Regions from separate parts of the Mus musculus genome. Here all the other regions are linked to region 1. Evidence: chromatin contacts called from public HiChIP or PLAC-seq and promoter capture Hi-C data. All regions are on one chromosome and are shown on one strand. The core of a region is the stretch at or near the end of the contact, and the rest is flanking DNA. Distances in the headings are between cores, read along the strand shown.

Region 1 (3,046 bases), core at 168-2,667:
TTCAATTCTACAAGCAAGTCTAGGTCCCCAAATACAGGCTTAGGACTCCTGAGGAGGCCACATGGCTGGTGAGCAGACTCAGCAAAAGAGAGAGGTCCTTCCTACATCAAGGGTTTAAGTTTCTTGGGTATGCTTAGACTATTTCTCTGAGGACACCACCTTAATTCGAGTTCTTTGCGGGAGGGAATCTCACACTTGTCCTAAAGGAAAAAGTTACTGAACCAAAGTCCCTTAGAGAGGCCTGAGAGCTTCCTCTAAGGAAGGGCTCCATCGTATCTGCGACTCCTGGGGAATTCCCAATGCCAGTCACTTAGAGAAGATCTCAGGACTGCAAAAGAGTACTTTAACTTACTTAACTTAGAGCCCCTATCAAGTCCTCGGGGGAAGCCATGCCTCCACCACCAGGAAAGAATGTCAAGCCCAGCATCAAGACCTGGGTTTCTTGGACCAATCTCAAACATTTTCTTGCGCTCCTTCTCAGCCTGGTAGACTCACTCGCTGTTTCTGCCCAACAGCCCCTCACCTTCCAGCCCTTACCTGTTCTACAGTGGCGGGATCCATGGCCTCGATTCGCGCTGCGGCAGCTTCATACTCGTCTTCACTGTTGTAGCCCGCTCCGACCTCTTCACGTTCCGGACTGGCCCCGCCAACTGCGCCAACGCCGGGAGCTTGACGCCGCCGCTTGCTGTGCCCGGGCCCCGAGCAGCAGCCGCCCACGCCCACGGTACCACCCACGCCCACCACCACCCCTGCCGCGCCCACCCCCGCAGTTGTCGCACCAAGAGCGTCACCAGGACCGCCGCCGGGGCCACCGGGGCCCCCACAAGGAGGTGGAGAAGCCTGCTGTGGCCGAGGGCCCGCGACTGCGCCAGGCGGCACGGCCAGTGCCCAACGATGAAGAGCACCAGGCGGCCCCGGGAGCGGGCCCTGAGGTGGCGGCGAAGCCCGGGGACGGGCCCCCACGACGCCGGAGTCACGGTCGCGCTCTCCTCCGCCCACACCCGTGCCGCCGCCACCCACGCCTACACCCGCACCGCGCCGAGGCGCCGGGGGCAGCGGCCCGGGCGGCGGCGGTTCGTTGGCCGGGTCGGCGTCGGGAGGTGGCGGCTTCTTTTTGGGGAGAATAGTCATGGCGGCACCGCCAAGTACCCCACAGCAAAGCAAACGCGGAGAACGCCGGGAGAGAACCCGGATGAGGGGGCTACGGTCGTGCGCGAGGCACGACGGGAACAGCAAGGCCTGGATAAAGAGATCAGGACACCGGTTCGAGGACCGCAGACGGGACGCGGGTCACGCCCAGGAGGAGATCCCGGATGTGAAGTCCAGTGGGACGGTACGGAGACGGATTGGTCGCAGCCTTGTCTCCCTCCAAGGCCGGCCGAGCTCTCTGCTACCTGGTTCCGGGATTCGGCTTCAGAGGAAACACAACCAAAACAAGCACCGCTTCGCCCCGCCCCTCCGCAGGTTCCTCAACTACCGGGTGGGGCTTCCTGGTTGTGCGCATGCACAACAGGACGCAGCCCCGCCCCCTGCACGGAAGTACGTGGGCAAAAGGCTCGCCCGCCGGGACGACTGCAGACACCAGCCAATTGAAGAGGCGCGTAAAGCCTTGACGACACCCACTGGCCAATCCGGGTTGAGCGCTCGTTCTCAAGTCCTCCGCCTCGAATTTCAAAGTCGGCAGCCTTCTTCCCAGCTTCTCCTTTCGGCTCCCAGTCTATGCTTTACTTTCCCCGAGGTTTGAGCTCAGAGGCGTCGGCACTGTGCATAAACAGAGCGGTCTGTCTTACTATATACAGTAAGACTCGGCTCTCCAAGGATTCCATCTGGAACTCAGTTACACTCACTGGAAAACATCAACATTCCCAGAGCACAGCGTCCCCTCTGGCGTCACTTCCTGTTCCTCCCATCCGCCAACCCAAGAGGGTGGGTCCTACTTCACCCTGGCAACAGTCGTAATCTTGCGGTGATTAGTTCCACGAAGCTGTCCATCACTTCAGATGGGCCAACCGATAGACAGACGTGCACCGTACTGATAGTGTTTGGCGGAAAAACACGCCTTCTCTGTCACCTCCGCCCTCTTACCCTCACGTTCACCTCTAGCGTCTGTCTATTGCGCAGGCTCGGTACAGGCTTTTCACCCCCCCTACCACCAAAACAAAACAAAACAAAAGTTTACTCAGGAAAAGAGAATATTTACGAAACAAGACTGTCAGCAGCTAGTGTCACCCAGTGGTGTTGGCAAACTCCTTGATATTGAGCAGCTAAAACGCTAATACTATCTTGGCCCTTAATGTCTGAGTGTTTGGAACAAGTCAGTTCACACCCAATCTAGTCTCTATTTCTACTTCTCTATAGATTAGCGATAACTTTTCTTTCTTTCTTTTTTTTTTTTATTTAGTTTTTTCGAGAAAAGGTTTCTCTGTGTAGCCCTGGCTGTCCTGGAACTCACTCTGTAGACCAGGCTGGCTTCAACTCAGAGAGATCCTCTTGCCTCTGTCTCCTGAGTGCTGGGATTAAACCACCACCCAGCAGCAATAATTTCTATGTGGTAGAAATGAAAGCCAATAAATGGCCGGGTTCTGTGCATTGTACACAGTAAGTGCTATATAAGTTAGAACCTGTGGTAGTGCAGAAAAATCCTGGACGTTGATTCCTTATAAGGAAAACATCAGTTCTAGGCACACGTGGATCATTATGAACTATTGACTTTGTACAAATCATTGTCTCTTTTGAGATTACATAACAAAAGTGCAATATCAAAACTAGTATTATCATGGCTCTGGAGGCTCAGGCAGTAGGAGCAAGAGCTTAAAGCCAGGGGCTTGAGAAACGGCTCAGTAGTTAAGAGTATAGTTAAGAGTAAGATGGCTCAGTAGTTAATCACTTTCCGAGGACTCATGTTCAATTTCCAGCACCCACATGTGGGCTCACAACCATGTGTAACTCCAGTCCCAGGGAACTGACACCCTCAACTAGGAATGTATGATGAAAAATGCATACATGCAAACAAAATATCCATACACATAAAATAATTTTAAGTGAT
Region 2 (3,046 bases), core at 393-2,892, 240 kb after region 1:
GAAAAATGGTGTCAGTTGGGAGGGTGAACAGGGGGAGCAAATGGGATATTTGTAGGTCTGAGATTGGCAAGGGGAAAGGCACTGGTTAAGTGTATAGTAAATCGATATCTGCACCAAGCAGGCAGAAACCAAAATACGAAAAAAAAAAGGTATAATTTTCCAATAGCATATAACACTTGAGGTACATAGGAAAAACCTAATATATATATATATTTATCTCTAGGAAAAAAGTCAGATAGTAAATATCAAAGGGACATAAAATGGAGAAATATGTAACATTTAGTGATGCTGTAAAGTTCCCCAAAGTGATCTTCTTGGCATTCTGCATTAGCTATACCAAACAAAATCTCAGCATAGTTTTCTTTGGAATTGACAGTCTTTGAGACAAATGACAAAAAATAAAAACAAAAACAAAAACAAAATACCAAAACACCACCACCAACAACAAAAAACCCCAAAACCAAAAAACAAAAAAGCCAAATCCATTTTGAAAAAGAACAAGACAACAAGATGGGAGGGCTTGCCATATATGATATCAAGACTCATTGTAAATCTACAGTAATTAAAAATAGAATACAGTCAGGGGCGGTGGTACAAGCCTTTAATCCTAGCACTTGGGAGAAAGAAATATTATTATTACAATTTTGAGGCCAGCCTGGGCTACATTGCAAGATTTTGTTGTCTGAAAACCAAACCAAAGCAAGACAGGATAGCACAACGAGAGGAGAAAGAGAGAGAGAGAGAGAGAGAGAGAGAGAGAGAGAGAGAGAGAGAGAGAGAGCTTAGTTCAGAAACTGAGTCAAGTATGTGATGTGTATGTGTGATTATGACAAATGTTAGCACTACTGGATAGTAGAGACAAAAGAGGCTGTTCAATAAGGAATGGTTTCATAAGGAGGTGATCTCCTTCTGTAGCCCAATCTACACTTGGGACAGGTGCTGAGATTACAGATGTTTACCACTACGCCTGGTCTAGTAATTCTTTGCTTTTTCCATCTATTTTGTGTGCATGATAGTGGTACTGCTGCACATGTGTAGATGTCAGAGGACATTTTGTAGGAGTCCATTCTCTTTTTATGTCTCTTGGGTCCCAGGGAGGATCGACCTCAGTTTGTTGTGGTTGGTGGTTAAGTAGGTTTACTCGAGCAATGACGTTTGTTTTATTTATTTAAAATCTATTTATGATCCTTTTGTGTGTGCTCACGAGCATAAATGTGTCACAGTGCACACGTGGAATTCAGACTCTTATCAAGTCATTTCCTGCCTTCCACCATGTGGATCTCAGGGAGAGAACTCAGGTTGTGAGGCTATCCTGAGTCACATCCCCAGTCGTAGCAATTATGTCTTAACCCTAGGAAGAAGGTATTATCCAAATTCTCACTTTACAGATGAGGCTAGCAAGACACGGGGGAACAGTCATTTTGTACACGTATAAACTTTTATAGCTTGGAAGATGAACGTGTCTTATAAATGAAAATTTTTCTCTGTCCTGTCTCTCAACTCCCCAGCCCATTTCCTTTTTTTTTCCCTTGGAGGAGACCATGGGACTACAAGTGAAAGAACTACAACTTCCAGGAGCCATTACGTAATTCACACCCCGCCTCCAGCGCCGCTGCCTGCGCAACGCTCACTCCTTAGAACTACATTTCCCAATGTTCCTCGCGCGGCACGTGACTCTCTGTCCTCGCCGCGCCGAGAGCAGCGCGGAGAGCTCCAATTTCTCTGATCTGGTCCTAGACCCAGCCCCGGAGTTAGAATTAACTCCACCATGGAGGAGGCTGACCGAATCCTCATCCATTCCTTGCGCCAGGCGGGCACGTAAGTACGCAACCCCCAGTCGCCTCCAATTGCTCACATCCGGGACTCCAAATCCTAGGACCCCCATTACCCGGGAACCTTAAAATGAAGACCTTGACACCCAAAGGCCCAAACTTACAGGATTCCGAAGCCTCTCCTCCTCCTCCCTGCTTACACTCTAACATCATGACTTTCCTAAATACTTTGATGTGGACATTGGGTAAAACCTCGAGGACTCAGACACCTTACAAACTGAGACCTGCATATGCTGGGATCCTGATATCTAGAGGTTCCAGGACACCCACACCAGGAAACTGATAACACAGGAGTCTGGCACCCAGAGTCTCCAGAATTCCTGAGACTGGCAACTTGATCTTCGAACAATAACTCCTGAAACTCCCAGGACTTATCAAAATACCAGGGCCCTACATTCTGACAGTAGCAGCACTTGGTAACACAGGAACACAAAGGATGCACTATTTGAGGGACCTAAAAGTCCTTGATGCCAAAATTTAGGATGCCCGATTTTTTATTTCTATTTATTGACCCTGACATTTGAGACTTCTGAAAACTCCAGCCTCTTCCTATGTAGCTTTCCCAAACCTCGTAGATCTAGGAGGCCTTGCCATGCAAAGAACAATGTCCTGGTGCCCAGAAATATGGAGACTGTGCCACTTGGACCATTTTCACTTTTGCAGATCCCAGAGGTTGGAAACTTTGAAGTGTAGGGGAGTTTGAGACTTTTCTGAATTCAGGTCACCCTCATTCACCGAGGTCTTAGGACTAAGTAAAGGTCATAGTCACCAGCACCCAGGATCTGTTGAAGCCTTGGTTGTTCCCTGCCCCGACCTGGATTCTAGAGCATTCCCTCTCTAGAAGTCTGTACTTTGTTTCCTAACTACTCAAGCCTGGTGCTTTCCTTTTTAGGGCAGTTCCTCCAGAAGTGCAGACTCTGCGAGCTTTCACCACTGAGCTGGTCGTAGAGGCTGTGGTCCGATGCCTTCGAGTGATTAATCCTGATGTGGGCTCTGGCCTCAGTCACTTGCTACCACCAGCCATGTCTGCCCGCTTCCGCCTGGCCATGAGTCTGGCCCAGGCCTGCATGGTGAGTGCCCTCCTCCCAGTGTGCACACTGTCTTCCTTCCTTTTTCACAAAGTCGCCAAGTTCTTTGACACTTGCCTTCTTCTCTGTCCCTTTGTATAGCTAAAGCTGCTGCCTCTGTAGCCAAACTGTGTGACTAGTTCAGAC
Region 3 (3,046 bases), core at 245-2,744, 210 kb before region 1:
TTGGTATCTTTTGACTAAGTGTTGAGAAAAGGATTCTAAGGCTCAAATAAATTGAAGTGTTGGAAGTGGCTTTGTTGTTTAAAACCTAGTCCTCTACGGGTGTGGAGGCTTAATCTCAGCACTCAGGAGGTGGAACTCTGCGAGCCCAAGGCCAGCCTAGTCTACAAAGCCAGTCTTCCAGGAAAGCCAGGGTAGTTATACAGAGAAACCCTGTCTTAAAAACAAACAAATAAAACCAAAGAACTCTAGTCCTCCACAAGGCAGAGCTCTGAAGACATACTCTTCTTAATACCATCAAAGGTTTGTTTTTCTAGTTAGACCCCAAGAATAGCAGGGGCCAAAGGGACAGCACTAGTCACCAAAGGCAAGGTACAAGGAAAGGACTGTTTTCTTTTGTTTTTTTAAGATTTATTTTAAGCTGGCGATGGTGGCGCATGCCTTTAGACGAGGCCAGCCTGGTCTACAGAGTGAGTTCCAGGACAGCCAGGGCTATACAGAGAAACCCTGTCTCGAGAAACCAAAAAAAAAAAAAAAAAAGATTTTATTTTATATAGATATAGAACTACACTGTGGCTGTCTTCAGACACACCAGAAGAGGGCATCAGATCCCATTACAGATGGTTGTGAGCCACCATGTGGTTGCTGGGAATTAAACTCAGGACCTCTGGAAGAGCAATCAGTGCTCTTAACCTCTAAGCCTTCTCTCCAGCCTCCACATTTATAAACTTTTATAAAGGAGCTTTTATAAAGGAAAAGATTGGGGCTGACTTACAGTTTCAAGAGTTTAGTCCATATGGCAGGAAGCATGGTGGCCGGCGTTTGGCAGATGTGGTACTAGAGGAGCTGAGGGGAGAGTTCTACAACCTTATCAAAGTTTGAGCACTTGCTGGGCGTGGTGGCGCACACCTTTAATCCCAGCACTTGAGAGGCAGAGGCAGGTGGATTTCTGAGTTCGAGGCCAGCCTGGTCTACAGAGTGAGTTCCAGGACAGCCAGGGCTACACAGAGAAACCCTGTCTCGAAAAAAACAAAACAAAACAAAACAAAAACAAAAACAAAAACAAACAAACAAACAAAAAAAAGCATTTGAGACCTCAAAACTTGCCCCTACAGCAACATCTTCACCCAAGATGCCACACCTATATTGGGTGGTGGTTTGTGCACTGTGTATTCAGATGCTGATTGCTGTGCACAGAGCTCCCCGGGCAGTCCAGAGATGAGCATTGTCATGCTATTTGGAGCATCTCCAGTCTCAGGAATGTGTAAAGATTCTTTTCCACAGCTCGTATTGATTAATAAAGAGGTGATTTTGCTTATAGCTGGGCAGGACATCCCATCCCAGTCTGGGGGTCCCAAGCCAAAAGAGGGGGGAAGGAAGAGAAAGGAGAGAGGAAGAAGAGAAAGAGGGACAAGTTGAACTCACCTTGAGGTGCAATGAGAGAGCAGCCATGAGGACACAGGGAATAGAGCAAGGTGGGGAAAGCCTCCGATGTGGGTAAAGGGCCATGTGGCTGGGAAGTAGGCAGCCTCAGAGGATTAGAATAGAGGAGAATCTGCCCAGCAGAGTGCCTACAGCTTGTTAATAAATTTATTACGTTCCTGTGTCATTTATTCAGGAGCTAAAATGGGCTAGAGCACGTGCACTAAAACCCCATCCTTACTCCAGAGCAAAAGTGGGGAAGACAAGCCCCCAGAATTACTATGCTACACACCTACTCTAACAAAACCACACCTCTTAGTAGTGCCACTCCCTATGGGCACATGGGGGCCATTTTTATTCAAATTGCCACAGAGATGAACCCCAGAGCCTAGACTCCCTAGTCCCCCCCAAATTTAACAAACTTCAAGTAGTATGGTATACCACATTATCATGAAACAAAACCCCACAACATTACAGTCCCCACATCTTGATAAAAAACACAGAATGATTAAAGCAACTTAAAATTTTGGGATATATACTCATAAGGAGCTAAGAGTACCCCAGTTCTAGGATACTGTCTATCTTAGTTGGAATTACTATTACTCTGATGAAACACCATGACCAAAAGCAACTTTGGGAGGAAAGGGTTTGACTTACACTTCCACATCACTGCTCATCATTGAAGGAAGTCAGGACAGGAACTCAAACTGGGCAAGAGCTGATGTAGAAGCCATGGAGAGGTGCTGCTTACTAGCTTGCTCCTTACTGCTTACTGTTGCTCAGACTGCTTTCTTATAAACCCAGGACCAGTAGCCGAAGAATGTCCCCACTAACAGTGAGCCCTCCCTCATTAATCATTAATTAATTTCTTAATTAAGAAAATGTCCTATCGCCGGTGGTGGTGGTGGTGGCGCACGCCTTTGATCCCAGCACTTGGGAGGCAGAGGCAGGCGGATTTCTGAGTTCAAGGCCAGCCTGGTCTACAAAGTGAGTTCCAGGACAGCCAGGGCTACACAGAGAAACCCTGTCTCAAAAAACCAAAAAAAAAAAAAAAAAGAAAGAAAGAAAGAAAAGAAAAAAGAAAATGCCCTATCAATTTACTTACACTCTGATCTTCTAGAGGCATTTTCTCAAATCTGTAACTTCAACCCTTATTTTTTTAAAGACATATTTATTTATTATATATACAATGTTCTGTATGCATGTATGCTTGCACACTAGAAGAGGGTAATAGATCTCACTATAAATGGTCGTGAGCCACCATGTGATTGCTGGGAATTGAACTCAAGTCAGTGTTCTTAACTGCTGAGCCATCTCTCCAGCCCTCAACCCTTATTTTTAATGATGGTTCTCAGACACTTTAACCTCCCTTGTAGTCCACCACCAACCAGAGGTAATGGGAAAGAAAGGATATGGGGAAAGTGGACCTGTTTAGAAATGGCTCTTTGGAGCAACTTCCATCTGTGTTGTCGGAAAATCAGTAGTTCAGTTCCCAGGTTAGCAGCAGCAGCAGCAGCGTGATCCACTCGCAAACACTTCACAGATACACCAGCAGTCCAGTACGGTAGAGTCGGTACAGCAAACAGGAATCAGCAGCGGGTGGCACTAGCTAGCAGAGCCAGCCAGG
Region 4 (3,046 bases), core at 355-2,854, 200 kb after region 1:
GAGGAGGTAGAACGTCACACTCTGTCACTTCACAACAGGGGTACCCACGGCCTTATGTGACGTCATAGCCTTCTGTTCCCTGTCCTTAAATCCCTGGGACCTTACTCTGGAGCCCAATTCCCTCATCTCCTTCCACCCCTGTCGTTCCACCCACCAGTTCAGTAGGACGCCTCCTGCCTCACCCCTCTGTTTTGCTGGAGCCCATCACCACCACCATCTCCCCCTGTACTTCCCCCACCTATAGCCCGGACCACACTCACCCACTGCAGCACCTTCACGAAGCCAAGGGGCTCCTTGACCACCCGGAACTGACCCCCAGCCACCAGCTGAGGAGAAAAACAGTGGGGAGGGGAAGGGGTGTGGGAAATAGGGATGGAAGTGAGGGGCCAGGCTGCCAAGCAATGATCCCTGGGGATAGGACATGTGACCCTCCGGGAGTGGGTGACATATGGAGAGGGAGTGAGGAGGAGAAAAACGACACTTTGGGGACGGAGTAAACATCAGGGTCTCAGCAGCCCCCCACCCCCAGGGCTCAGGAGTGGTGAAGTGTGAGGTGATGAGTCACATGGCAGAGGAGGTTGGGTGTAGAAAATAGATGGGGGTCCAGACTAGTTAGCGAAGGAAGGTCTGAACTGCTTAAAGGTGAGTCAGATTGGAGAAAAGGTTGAGTGGAAGAAGATGGGGTTCATTAGAGTGGGGGAGGGGGCACCAAGTGCTGAAGGTGAGTCACAACAGCAGAGGGGAGAGGTCTGCAGTGGTAAAGGTGAGTCAGATGACGATGGTTGTGTCTGAGGAGATGGGGATGGGGAGGGGTCGCTACCGGTTAGGGAGAAAGCCGATTTTGAGGTGACGAAGAAGAGGGAGATGGCGGAGGTGATCTCTTAAGGTGGGAAAGAGCTGGGGGCATGGGTTTACTGGACATGCGCTGAGAACGAGGAGTCTGGGGTTTTTTGGAGAGGCAAAATTGGATCGTCCTCCTCTAGATCTGCTCCGGGGGTGAAAGGGTCGTCATCTACCGGGGTGCATTCTTTTTGGGAGGGGCGGGTGCCAACCCTCCCCCACCCCGCCCCCACACCTTCTGTCGCTCTATTTCCTAGCTCATCTGCAGCCCCCCGAGTCATTTTTCATTATCCCCTCCCCTTCTCTACCCCTTTGCCCTCTTCCTAGACCCGAATCTCTCTTTTCCCCCTCCAGGTCGACAGTTCTTTTGGGGCATCTGGAGGCCCCCTCTGCGGCAGTGAGGACAGCCTTCGCTGCGGCAAAGAGCGCACTCCTTTTCTCCACCTCCCCCTTTCCCCTTGCCTGCTGCAGACCCCTAGCCCCAGCCCCAGCCCCAGCCCCAGCTCCAGCGACCGTATCTCTGCTCCCCTCGCCACCACCTCTCAGGGTTCGAGGGCCAAAGCCACCCAGATTTCTGCAAGCGCCGGGCTCTGTCCACGGTGCTGGAGCGCGTACCTGATTCACCACGTCCATGTCTGCCAGCAGCAGCATCAGCAATGCGGGGGGCGGAAGGTGCCTGGTAGCAAGGGCGGGCGCGGGGAGCGGCGGGGGCGGTGCGCGATCGTCGGAACAGCCCAGTCGGCGGCAGCCACGCCCCTTGCACCCTGCCTATCTTTTGAGCAAGCGCCTGCGCACCATGGCTCCCCCCCGCCCCATACTCCTCGCCCGCCCCAACTCGCCTGCGGCCATTCCATTCGGGAGGCTAGAGACTCTGGGTCTCTGAGCGAAGGGTCCTTTTAGAAAACAGGTAGCTCTGGGGGAGGGGGGTGGTAAGAGGACCGCTCAGTTCTACCGGATGACATTTTGCCAACCTGAGTCCTGTTTGTTAAGTGTGTTCTCTCATTTAATCCCTATGTAGCAGTGACTATTAGTCCTGTTTTTACAGATGAGGAAAATGAGTCTCCAGAGAGATTAAGTGACTTGCACAAGGTCACACAGCTAGGTAATGGCAGTGTTCAGAGTCCTTGCAGTTTAAACGTCTCCACAGTTTAAAGACAGTTCAAGGTCTAGAGGGTTCCTTTTGGAAAACCTGCATTTTAAGCACATCCAAACTCTAACCATCTCATTTTTTTTCTCTTCTTCTTGGTCAAATTATAGCCGACTATATAGTTTACCTTCTGTTTATTCCTTGGCCCTCTTTTAAAAATCCATGTATTTATTGTGTGATAGCTCCCTTTCTTTTAACAATACATTTATTTAGCATAGAGAGAGGGACGGAGGGAAGGGGAGGGGCAATCCTGTATAAGTGTGAGGAGAGGACTACCTGCCAGATAGGTTCTCTCATCTCACTGTGTGGGTTCTGCTGTCTCTTAACAGACTACTTACCTTCTTTCATGATACTAAAACTAGGCCCAGCACCCTCAGTGATGATTGCCATGTTACAAAATGCAAGGGAAAAAATATAGTTGAGATTAAAATCACCATTTTATACCCTTCTGTTGCTTGAATTTGGAAACATTTGACTGGATACCATTTATTTGTTTGTTTGTTTGTTTCTTTCTTTTTTTTTTTTGAGGCCGGTTTTTTTCTGTGTATCCCTGGCTGTCCTGGAACTTACTTGGTAGCCCAGGCTGGCCTCGAACTCAGAAATCCGCCTGCCTCTGCCTCCCAAGTGCTGGGACTAAAGGCGTGGGCCACCATTGCCCGGCTGTATATTTGAGATAGGATTTCACTTAGCCTGAGGCTGGCCATGCCTTTCCCAGGCAGCTGAGGATGACCTTATCCTCAGCTTATCCTTTTTCCTCCCCTGCCCAGGTGCTGGCATGTTATCTCTGCATCATGTGAGCTCTGGCTTTTTTTTTTCTCTGAGACAGGGTTTGTCTCAGTAGCCTTGGATGTCCTGGAATTCACTCTGTAGATCTCGGACTCATAGAGATCTGCCTGCTTCTGCCTCCAAGTGCTGGGACTAAAGGTGTGCGCCACCACTGCCCGGCTAGCTCTGGCTTTTATACTTTTCTTAACATTTAATTATTTACTGTGTGTATGTGTGGGTGCACAAGTCGAAGTCAGAAGACAGCTTTTGGGAGTCAGTTCTCTCCACCACATT

Evidence for each region. Promoter capture Hi-C pulls out the DNA fragments that hold promoters and counts their contacts. HiChIP or PLAC-seq counts read pairs in DNA pulled down with a chosen protein or histone mark. Capture Hi-C pulls out chosen DNA fragments and counts their contacts.
Region 2: a promoter capture Hi-C map of erythroid cells shows a contact between it and region 1, with 5 times the contacts expected there. The contact joins the promoter of Ccdc22 here to the promoter of Otud5 in region 1. A contact is called at or near these places in 8 of 39 promoter capture datasets (3T3-L1-derived adipocytes, the SN4741 cell line, embryonic stem cells and 5 more) and 1 of 484 Hi-C or Micro-C datasets (LSK cells).
Region 3: a contact with region 1 is called in an H3K4me3 HiChIP or PLAC-seq map of embryonic stem cells, with 9 read pairs. The contact joins the enhancer-like site here to the promoter of Otud5 in region 1. A contact is called at or near these places in 5 of 39 promoter capture datasets (the C10 cell line, the HPC-7 cell line, cranial neural crest and 2 more), 3 of 115 datasets of contacts at active chromatin or transcription factors (the SCID.adh cell line, embryonic stem cells and large pre-B cells) and 2 of 9 other capture datasets (liver and pancreatic islet).
Region 4: a promoter capture Hi-C map of liver shows a contact between it and region 1. The contact joins the promoter of Syp here to the promoter of Otud5 in region 1. A contact is called at or near these places in 5 of 39 promoter capture datasets (cranial neural crest, frontonasal cranial neural crest, maxillary cranial neural crest and 2 more), 1 of 484 Hi-C or Micro-C datasets (uterus), 1 of 115 datasets of contacts at active chromatin or transcription factors (microglia) and 3 of 9 other capture datasets (adipose tissue, liver and pancreatic islet).

Annotation. Positions count from the first base shown.
Region 1 is chrX:7,840,202-7,843,247 of GRCm38.p6, reverse strand. It overlaps Otud5 (OTU domain containing 5), which reads right to left and starts at 1,417. Exons shown (of 9, transcript NM_138604.3): 1 at 538-1,417. The coding sequence starts at 1,131.
Region 2 is chrX:7,604,016-7,607,061 of GRCm38.p6, reverse strand. Ccdc22 (coiled-coil domain containing 22) reads left to right here and starts at 1,642. Exons shown (of 17, transcript NM_138603.3): 1 at 1,642-1,818; 2 at 2,725-2,902. The coding sequence starts at 1,769.
Region 3 is chrX:8,049,384-8,052,429 of GRCm38.p6, reverse strand. No RefSeq gene overlaps it. Among named protein-coding and RNA genes, the nearest start is that of Suv39h1, 24 kb to the left of the region's middle. Within about 2 kb of position 1,494, at least 8 of the 459 cell types and tissues checked have an H3K27ac peak or open chromatin away from gene starts, as enhancers often do. A contact at or near this core is called in embryonic stem cells, where this site is marked.
Region 4 is chrX:7,637,138-7,640,183 of GRCm38.p6, reverse strand. It overlaps Syp (synaptophysin), which reads right to left and starts at 1,604. Exons shown (of 7, transcript NM_009305.2): 1 at 1,456-1,604; 2 at 261-326. The coding sequence starts at 1,491.